Linked DNA regions of Danio rerio: region 1 is linked to region 2. The links are chromatin contacts, called in public Hi-C maps. All regions are on one chromosome and are shown on one strand. The core of a region is the stretch at or near the end of the contact, and the rest is flanking DNA. Distances in the headings are between cores, read along the strand shown.

Region 1 (5,057 bases), core at 894-3,393, 330 kb after region 2:
ACAATATCATTTTGTTTTATTCAGCATTAATTTTATCCCTCATTCTTTCTATTAGACAAGACATTGGTAGAGCCTGCAAGTGCAACATTTGGAGTACTTATTTTATAGCTTTTCAGCTTAGTTTTTTAGGTAAGCTAATCTATGCACTGAAGTATTTGCAGCATGGTATATTGAAATAATAGTACTCTTAAAACTCAAACAACACTTTACAAAAACATACAGAAGTAGTCTAATTGTCAAGTTTTATACAGATATTTGAGAGTGTGCCCTTTATCAGTAACCTAGATGTAAAATATGTCTCAGAATCAGAATGAGTTTTATTGATAAGTGTGATTCACACACAAGGAATTTGTTTTGGCTACAGAAGCTTCCAGTGTAAATAAAGTGACGACACAACATAAATATGAAAAATACGATACACGTTAAACAGAGATGCAGTTAGTCAAAAAGCTCTGAATGTTGAATTGTATATACAGATTTGTTATAAACATACAAGTTATAAGGTGATGTGTAAATGCGTAGGGAAAAAGTATTGCATTGTATATTGTTAAAAGGTGCTGTGTACAAGTCTCAGTAATATCATTTCTGTTACAATATTTTCACTTGGTGTTATAAATCATCCAATCATGGAAATGCAAATGAGAGACAAAGAAAGTGCCATACGCAGTTAAAGATGAAAGAAAAATCACTTGAGCTATGCATTTTAACTGTAGTACTTATTTATCTGTGTGTTATAATTATATTTTATAGCTATTCAAACACAAAAAACAAGGGATTTTTTATGGAGTGTTTTAGTATTTAGTTCCCTATATAGAGTTAAAAAGTCATAGTAAAATATGTATTGCAAAATGCCACCATTTAGTCATTTAGAGTATTAGAGCCCGCTCAGCTAGATACTCAACAGCTTTTTCCCACAAGCTGTTAGAACTCTCAACTTACCCACCGCTGAAATCTACAAAACCTAGCTACCAAAATGAGGATCCATACTTCCCCCTTAGGAATTATGCAATTCTGAATGTGCCTCAGATGAACGGGATGAACAAACCACCTGAAAACATGCTATTTCATCTCTCGATGCACCAGACACTTTCTTACAATTGCTCTATACAACATTGTGCAACTCTGAATGTGATGCACAGAGGTGAGTGTGCTTGACAAACCACCTGTAAAAACACTCTTCTCTATATGCACCAGACACTTTTTTAAACGTACAAAAACTCAATAAGGAAAACAATGTTTACTTTTGAATACCAAAAAATCATGTTGCATCGCTTGCTTTTTCACCCTTAAAAATACACATTTTGCACAATATTGTTCTGTATTACATAAGTGTGTGTCTGACTTAGGTTATCTGTATACCTAACTATTTCTAGTATATGTATAGTTGGTAGTTAGTGGTATGTATAGGTAAAAAAAAAAAATTGTTCGTATGGCCACTATTGTGTTAATGTGTATGATTATTTTTATTTATGCACTGTGGTCCTGTGAGATACAACATTTCTTTCCAATTTATGTCCACACGTGTGGTAGAATGACAAATAAAGCCTGTCAATTTAAACGTGAACTTGATTTGTCCAGATTTTACCCGCAAAATTGATATATATACACAATACATAATTAATTAATGTATAATTATATAATTAAAAATTATATTAATAATAATACATGTTTTATATATATATATATATATATATATATATATATATATATATATATATATATATATATATATATGTATGTATGTATGTATGTATATGTGTATGTATGTATATGTGTATGTATGTATGTATGTATATATATATATATATATATATATATATATATATATATACATATATATATATATTTGTTTTTTTTTTATCTGTATAAAGTCTATATTGTTTTTTATATTAAATATAGTCATACGCGTATACATTCAAACTGTATATGAATAAATATGGATAAATTTATTTGAACTAATACATGATTATAAAGTAATAAACTGTATTAATTTACTGACTATATATACAATAAAGGTATAGGCTATATTTCTTGTTAATTGTCTTTTGTTTTGTCTGCCCTAAACTGAACTGTACATTAGAGCTTAAAAAAGTTTCACCCAGAAGTGATTTACAAACAACACAAGATGGCGCTAGAGAAAGCAGCTCGTGCTTGTCGCTCGCAAACTCAAAACAAAGCACAACCAAACACCAAACATTCTTCTCAGGGAGTGGCTGAGCTGCAGTACATTTCCCTCAGTCTGTGTTTCCAAGCCTCATGTTACTACACGACCTACATCACTTCACAGAGAGTAAACATAAACTAGGTTAATTAGGGCTTTGTGTGAACAACATAAGACAGCATTCACTTTGGGATCTTTCGTTTTCTCCATGAACAATCACTTTTGTTTGTCCCCCACTAGCTTACCAGTGGAAGACTGGAAAATACAATTTCTTTGAAATTACATAACTTCATTTTAAAGGGATAGTTCACTCAGAAATTAGGATTTCCTCACATTCAAGTGCTCTAAACCTTTATGAATATGAGTTGAACACAAAAGAAGATATTTTGAAGAATGTTTGGAAAAGACAGCCATTGGCATTCATAGGAACAAAGACTTCTATTGAAGTGAGTGGCTGTTTTTCCCCACAACATTTTTCACAATATCTTCTTTTGTGTTCAACAGCAACAATAAAAATATTTGGGTGACCAATCTCTTTAATACTAGGCCTTTACTAGAAAAGAAAGGTTATTTTTCAGTTGGTGTCATTGATAAACAATACAATAAAAATACTATTATGAATATTGAGAACATTTAAAAATGTAATGTATTTGTCTGATTCACTGCTGAATCACATGATCTTTCAGAAATAATATTAATATGCTGATTTTCTGTTCTCGTCAGTTGGTATTTGTACTCAATTATTATTAAAACTCTTAATAAATCAATTCATTCATTTTCTTTTTGGCTTAGTCCTTTTATCAAACTGGGGTCGCCACAGCGGAATGAACCGCCAAATTATCCAGGATATGTTTTACGCAGCGGATGCCTTTCCAGTTCCAACCCATCACTGGGAAACATCCATACACACTCATTCACACACAAAACGGACAATTTAGCTTACCCCATTTCACCTACTGTATACCACATGTCTTTTACAAACTGTTAGTTAACAGATATGCTTTATAGTGTATTCTGAGAACAACACAACAACAACAAAAATTAAACTGTCAAAAGTTGCTCTTCTGCATTACAACCAACAGCTTCTTATAAGGAAACACACACATGCTTGCACATGCCAGAAGAGAAGCAGGTGTGTTGTACGTGAGACATGTGCATGTCTAAAGAGAGGCAGCTCTTCTCTCATTCATAAGTGTGCATGTTTTACGCTGTGCTCGAGTCAGTGAGAGAGTGTCAGGAAACACCATCAGGCAATGACTGAACACGTTACTGTCCGCCCTGCCTTCATCATGACATGAGGGATCTGCTGTCTTCAGTATTTACAAAACACACCAAGCCAACTGTCAAATCGGACATTTATCATTTATGTTACTTCAGATCATAGCACACAATGAATAAGACCTCTAATAAATCTTCGATAAAGCTGACATGCAAAAACTTGATTGTTTTCTCCCATTTTTTCTCTTTTCTCTCGACTTTTGCACTACATTGCAAAAATAATTCAGGGTTCAACACAATTCCTTCATGTTGTCTCAACATAAATAGATAAAGTTAACTTAATCATTCTTACAAATTTAGGTGGATTGAACATCAAATAATTAAGTTGTCCCAAAACAAATCTTAATGGTCCTATCATAAACCCGGCTCAATAAGGTGCAAGAGAGTAAGTCGCGATTTGTTGCCTTTTTCAGACCAGTGCAACTCTAATTTTTACGTTTTGCGCCACTTTGTTTAAATAGCAGATCCACTTGCACCACCTTGTGGACTCATGAGTGTTCTGGTCTGAAAAGGAGGCTAGTTAAGACACATTGTTGGGGCATTACCATTTTGAGTAACTGAAATAGGCAGCGACATCGACAAGTCCAGCACTGGAAATTAGAACTGAATTTAAAAATAGTTTTGAAATAAATCTTTGTGCTTAACAAACGAAACTAAATATGTATGCTAATTAATGTCTTCAGTGCAGTGCATACAACACCGTTTCCTTATCCTCTAAAGTAAAGGAGTAAAGAGTAAAAGTAAAGTAAAGAGAAAGTAAAGAGGCCGAATGGAGGAGGCTCATTCTTTATCTTTGCGCTGCAGATGATCTGTCTAACTGTTTTCTTGCTACTGAACTGTATTTTCCCATCCTTAAAATAGTTACTTGGACATAGAGAAATTAGGACCTGTTTAAAATGATTTAAGACATACAACACAATTTTTCAGTGAATTTAAGACTTTTTAAGGCCTAAAATTTTGTTTAAAATATAAGACATTTTAAGACTTTTTACGACCCTGCAGACACCCTGAACCAGCATTTTATTCTCACGTTTCATGTTATTTGAAACATTATATAAATCCTATATTAAATATTTTTTGTGTATTTAATTTGATGCAGACAAATTGGACATCTCATCTTTTACACCTAAACATTCAACAAAATGTGTAGTAGTAAAAGCAATTAGTAAATTATATATAGTCTGTTTCTTACATTTTGTCAATCCGCTAACTTGCATCTCAAGTTTTGCATTCTGCTGAACTGCTTTTCCATTGTTATTACATAAACACATGCAAAGCAGACATGTGTTACTGATGCACTCGTGCGTCTTATGTGTGGTGTTCTGTAAACACAGAGATCAAGAAGTTCAGTTTTGAAAAAAATAAAATGTTTCTGTCTTTTTTCCCCTTCCAATACCTTGTGGTATGTTTGTGCATTCCAGAGCAGCACTTTTCTATTTCACTTCTCTGTAAACTTGCTTTAGCCTGACATAATTGTTTCCTGTATGATATGACATTCTAGAAATGAAGCATTCAAGCTAACAGAAGCCAAATCATTTCACAATTCTGCTACAGTTCATCTCAAGTTTTGCATTCTTTTTACTGCTTTTCCACAATCTCTCTATGGAAACATGCACAA
Region 2 (4,790 bases), core at 278-2,777:
AAAGTCTAAACCCTGTCTGGTTTTAAAGTGGGCAGTAAGGAGCATTCATTCATTTTCCTTCGGCTAATTCCCTTAAGTTATCAGGGGTCATCACAGCAGAATAAACCACTAATTATTCTAGCATATGTTTTACGCAGCAGATGCCCTTCCATTACTGGGGAACACCCATACACTCTCACATTCACACATACACTCATAAACTATGGTCAATTTGCTTCATTCAATTCAACTAGTGTGGAGTGTTGGATGGAGCAGGGGTGTGGTGGGCAAAAGTGAAGAGTGTTGGGGAGTCGCGGAAAAAAGTGAAAGTGAATAGCGGGAGGAGGGCGGTTGAGGAGGGGAGTCGGTAAAATGAGGTGCCGGATCAGATTTCAGAGGTGCCAGATAGGGTGTGTTCCAGCACAAATTAAGCCCTGCTAATAATGTCTTTGGACTGTGTGGGAAACCAAAGCACCTGGAGGAAACCCAAACAACCATGGGGAGAACATGCAAAGTCTACACAGAAATGCCAATTGGTCCAGCCAAGACTCAAAACAGCAACCTTCTTGCTGCCCTACATTTAACCAAATGACTGAAATGAAGAAATCCAGTCAATAGTCTGGGTTTTACCACCTCTGAAAGCAATCAAAAGTGTATAAGCTCATCAAGAGTGTATATGTGCGCGGCTGTGTCAGGTAGAAAACGAGGCAGGTCGAGCAGCAGGCCAACAAATGCTGAACATAAGCAGGAGCGGTCGGGTTCAGACTAAAACCTAGCAGGAGCGGGCAGGAGCAGGATTCAAAATTAAGTCCTGCACAGATCTCTACTGTACACCACTTGTGATCTGAGCTAAACTGTAAAAACAGAATGACACAATTAAGTGTGTTTGTGTTTATTAAGAATCATTATTTACACATTTCCTTAATTTAAACTGTAAAAAGGGTCTACTTAAATGGAGTATATATATATATATATATATATATATATATATATATATATATATATATATATATATATATATATATATATATAAAAACTTCATTTAAAAAGTTTATATATATATATATATATATATATATATATATATATATATATATATATATATATATATATATATATATATATATAAATGCATTTTAAATGAAGTTTTTATTCAGTAAACAACAAAAAAATAGTTTGCTGTTTGTTATTTTTGTGTCTTTTACTTGCATTGTTTCTTTTATTCATGTTTAATGTAAAGCACTTTAAATTACCATTGTGTATTGCCTTGCAGTATACCAAAATCTGCGTGAAATCAGTTGGATAGAAATATTGCGATTGATTACTAAGACTTCATAAGAACATATGTGTGTTTGACAATTTCTTGATAGTTACCAAAAAAGACGAGGAGACACATGCTGATGGCCAGGATGGAGCTGGGACTGAGCGCAGCGAGACGGAGAGATTTGAGCTGGCCGATCTCACACCACTGACCCCTGAAGCCCTCTGGACAGCGGCACTGGTAGCTCTTAGTGGAGTGAGCTAAACAGGTGCCACCGTTACGACATGTACTGGCACTGCAGGGGGACGGAGCGCAACGCATAAGACCCGTGACCTCATCCAGCACTGCGACCTGATTGGCTGGACACCTGGAGAGAGAGAGAGAGAGAGAGAGAGAGAAAGAGAGAAAGAGAGAAAGAGGAAGATTACATGAAGGTAGACAGTGAGAGTGGGTATGTTTACATTGATATCTGTAATTTAGTTGTTTACTTTATTCTGAATAAAACAATGTTATGATTGACCCATATGTGCTGTTCAAATTGACTACCCCTTTGTTATGTTGGTGGCTGTTTTTGCACCATTGACTTCCATTATAGCTTGGGGGGGGGGAATTGCTGCAGATCTGCAGAGTGGATGCGCGTGTACTGAAGAGCGGTGTTATCGCACGCGTACTGATCAGCTGTGTTGTCGCGCGGGTACTCAAGAGCGGTGTTGTCGCGCGCCTACTGAAGGGCTGGACCGAAGGTGTGCCGCTTCGCGGGGGCACTTTTGATCATTTTGGAAGGGCACTTTCTATCCAAGACTAAAAAGGGCATGTGCACAGCACAGGTTGAGCCCTATGTGTGCACGTGCCTGGTAAATACTCATATGAAGCTATATCTTTGAAAGGCATTCAGGTGAGTGAGTAACATATTATCAAGTTAATGTACCATCATGACAATGCATGTAAACACTTAGAAGTTGCAACTATAAAGTGACTGTGGTGTGAAAACAGTCGCTTACGTAGTCCTGAGCTAGCAGGGCTGAGAGCCAAGAATAACAGGTTCTCGAGATCTACCTGAGCTCAAACTTTCCTCTCGCCCTTCAAAGGGGAGGGAGCCCTGGGCTCGAAGATATTCTGAGGATATTCTCCCGGGACAGCATGCCAAATGTGCTTTATTATCAATAATCAGCTAAGGGTGCTTTCACACCTACACTTTTGTTTCGGAACGTGTCTCGATTGCCCAGTTAGCGTGGTTCGTTTGGCATATTTGAACAGGGCAATTGCGCTCTGTTCTGCGCCAAAGTAATCGCTCCGAGATCGCTTGAATGAGGTGGTCTTAGCTCGATTGAAACGAACCCTGGAGCGGTTCGATTACAGTGAGAAAGCGATCCGATCCGAGCGCGGTTATATCACAGTGTTTTATGGATATGTAATAGGCATACGGCTATATGAAGAGAGAATTATGAGTAGGGCGGGAAGTTTCGCGAGTCTCCGGATGCCCGCAAACGAGTGATGATCTCCTTCTCAAATAGGCTACGTCGCGCATCCTTCTCACCCCTCCCCACCGCATCTCTCCTCAGACACATCGCGCGCGCACCCTGTCAATCACCATCAAACCACCACCTCTCCTGACAGCTGAGCGGGACGCTGCAAAATAAACTCTGACACTCTGACCAATGTGAAGAGAGTTTACTCACACGAGACTTGTTTTAGCTCTTTTGGTCCGATTAGAAACTTTGCAATGTGAAAGCGAACCGCACCAAGAGCAAAGAGCAACAATGTAACATTTGTAATCTCTGTTTCGGAACAACTAATCGATTCACAGGTGTGAAAGCACCCTAAGTGTGAACACTTGAAATGTCATTGTCATGTCAGTCATATGTCAATGTGTTCATTTTGGTACCATTAACAGTTTAGTGTTTCATTTTTTAAAGTATAAAAGCTTCAAATGCAGTTTATTATTTGTCATACTAAATGTGCAAACAGATGAAAGTGGATGCAAATTCTTGCTTACATTCTTGCTTTTTTTGTTTGCTGTCAAACTGTTGACCATTTCCGTGTGTTTATTCTGTCGCAAAATGCAACAAAAGTGCTACATGATGGCAATAGTGATCTTATAATGCGTTATGACGAAGCAACTAAAATAAGAAAACTACAAGTCTTAATGTGATTTTAGTTTATTGGAATGACTGTGTAAAATGCCAGAATGCCAGGTTGATGTAATCAGAAATCTTGTCGTCCTGTTATAATTGTGTTAATATTGTGTGTGTGTAAACGTGTGAGTATAAACCTGCACTCGTGTTTCCTCCACATGTCGACACAGTACAGCGGGCTCAGGCAGGGTTTGGCGCTGCAGGCGTCTGAGTGGCAGCCGGGTACGACACCACGGCGCTCCAGTACAGTACTGAACTCTGTGCTCTGACCATCCAGCGATAGAGAATGACCATTCAGCCTTACATCCCGCATACAGCCTGCAGGATAACAAGTCATTAATCACTCTATGAAATGCTTTAGGTACAGTACACAACAAAAAATGCTTTTCTTACTTCGATTTTTTTGTCTTCTTTTTAGTCCAAATATCTAAAAATTCTTATATCAAGAAGCATTTTCTAGACAAGAAAAAAATATTGTCATGTTTTCAGAAATAACATGCCAATATTAAGTGAGTTTTTCCTTAAAACAAGGAAAATAATCTGCCAATGGGGTAAGCAAAACAATCTTGTTTTCCCTTTTGAAATAAGATTATTTTGTTTACCCTATTGGCAGATTGTTCTGCTTGTTTGTAGGAAAAACTGTGCTTGTGTAGAAAATTCTTCTTTATTTAAGAATTTTTAGATATTTGGTATAGAAAGAAGACAAAAAATCAAAGTAAGAAAATAAACTTTTTTTGCAGTGTATGAGATGTTTATTTTTTTATTTATATATTGGTGTTCTTGAAAGTTTTAAGAATTAAATTGGGATTGGGATCCAAACAATCCTTCTGAAATCATTTTAATTCATTTCGTGCTCAAGTCATGTATTATATCTGTGAGAAATAAGCTACACTGCAAAAATGCTTTTCTTGCTTAGATTTTTTGTCTTGTTTCTAGTCTAAATATCTAAAATTTCTTATATCAAGAGGCATTTTCTAGACAAGCAAAACATATTGTCTCGTTTTGAGAAATAATATGCCAATATTAAGTGAGATTTTCCTTAAAACAAGCAAAATAATCTGCCAATGGGGTAAACAAAATAATCTTGTTTTTTCTTTTGACGTAAGATTATTTTGCTTACCCTATTGGCAGATTATTTGGCTTGTTTTAAGTAAAAACTCACTTAATATTGGCATATTATTTCTAAAAACAAGACAATATGTTTTGCTTGTCTAGAAAATTCTTCTTGATTTAGGAATTTTCAAATATTTGGTCTAGAAACAAGTCAAAAAATCTAAGTAAGAAAAGCATTTTTTTGCAGTGTAGATAACTTCCTTCACATTTTCAAGGAAACTATGATCTTTTTTGTAGGATTTTTGGATGAATAGAAAACTGTCCTTTAAAGTAGTATTTCCCAACACTGTTCCTGAAGGCAC

Evidence for each region. A called contact is a pair of places that touch in the nucleus more often than the background predicts.
Region 1: a contact with region 2 is called in a Hi-C map of fibroblasts, with 4 times the contacts expected there. The contact joins two enhancer-like sites. A contact is called at or near these places in 3 of 18 Hi-C or Micro-C datasets (caudal fin, embryo and fibroblasts).

Annotation. Positions count from the first base shown.
Region 1 is chr16:45,341,833-45,346,889 of GRCz12tu, forward strand. All of the region lies in intron 2 of si:dkey-22o22.2, which reads right to left. Among named protein-coding and RNA genes, the nearest start is that of gbp, 28 kb to the right of the region's middle. Within about 2 kb of position 2,144, at least 26 of the 62 cell types and tissues checked have an H3K27ac peak or open chromatin away from gene starts, as enhancers often do.
Region 2 is chr16:45,017,119-45,021,908 of GRCz12tu, forward strand. It overlaps si:dkey-22o22.2, which reads right to left. Exons shown (of 36, transcript XM_073926494.1): 33 at 3,513-3,693; 34 at 1,354-1,607. Among named protein-coding and RNA genes, the nearest start is that of ccne2, 29 kb to the left of the region's middle. Within about 2 kb of position 1,528, at least 5 of the 62 cell types and tissues checked have an H3K27ac peak or open chromatin away from gene starts, as enhancers often do.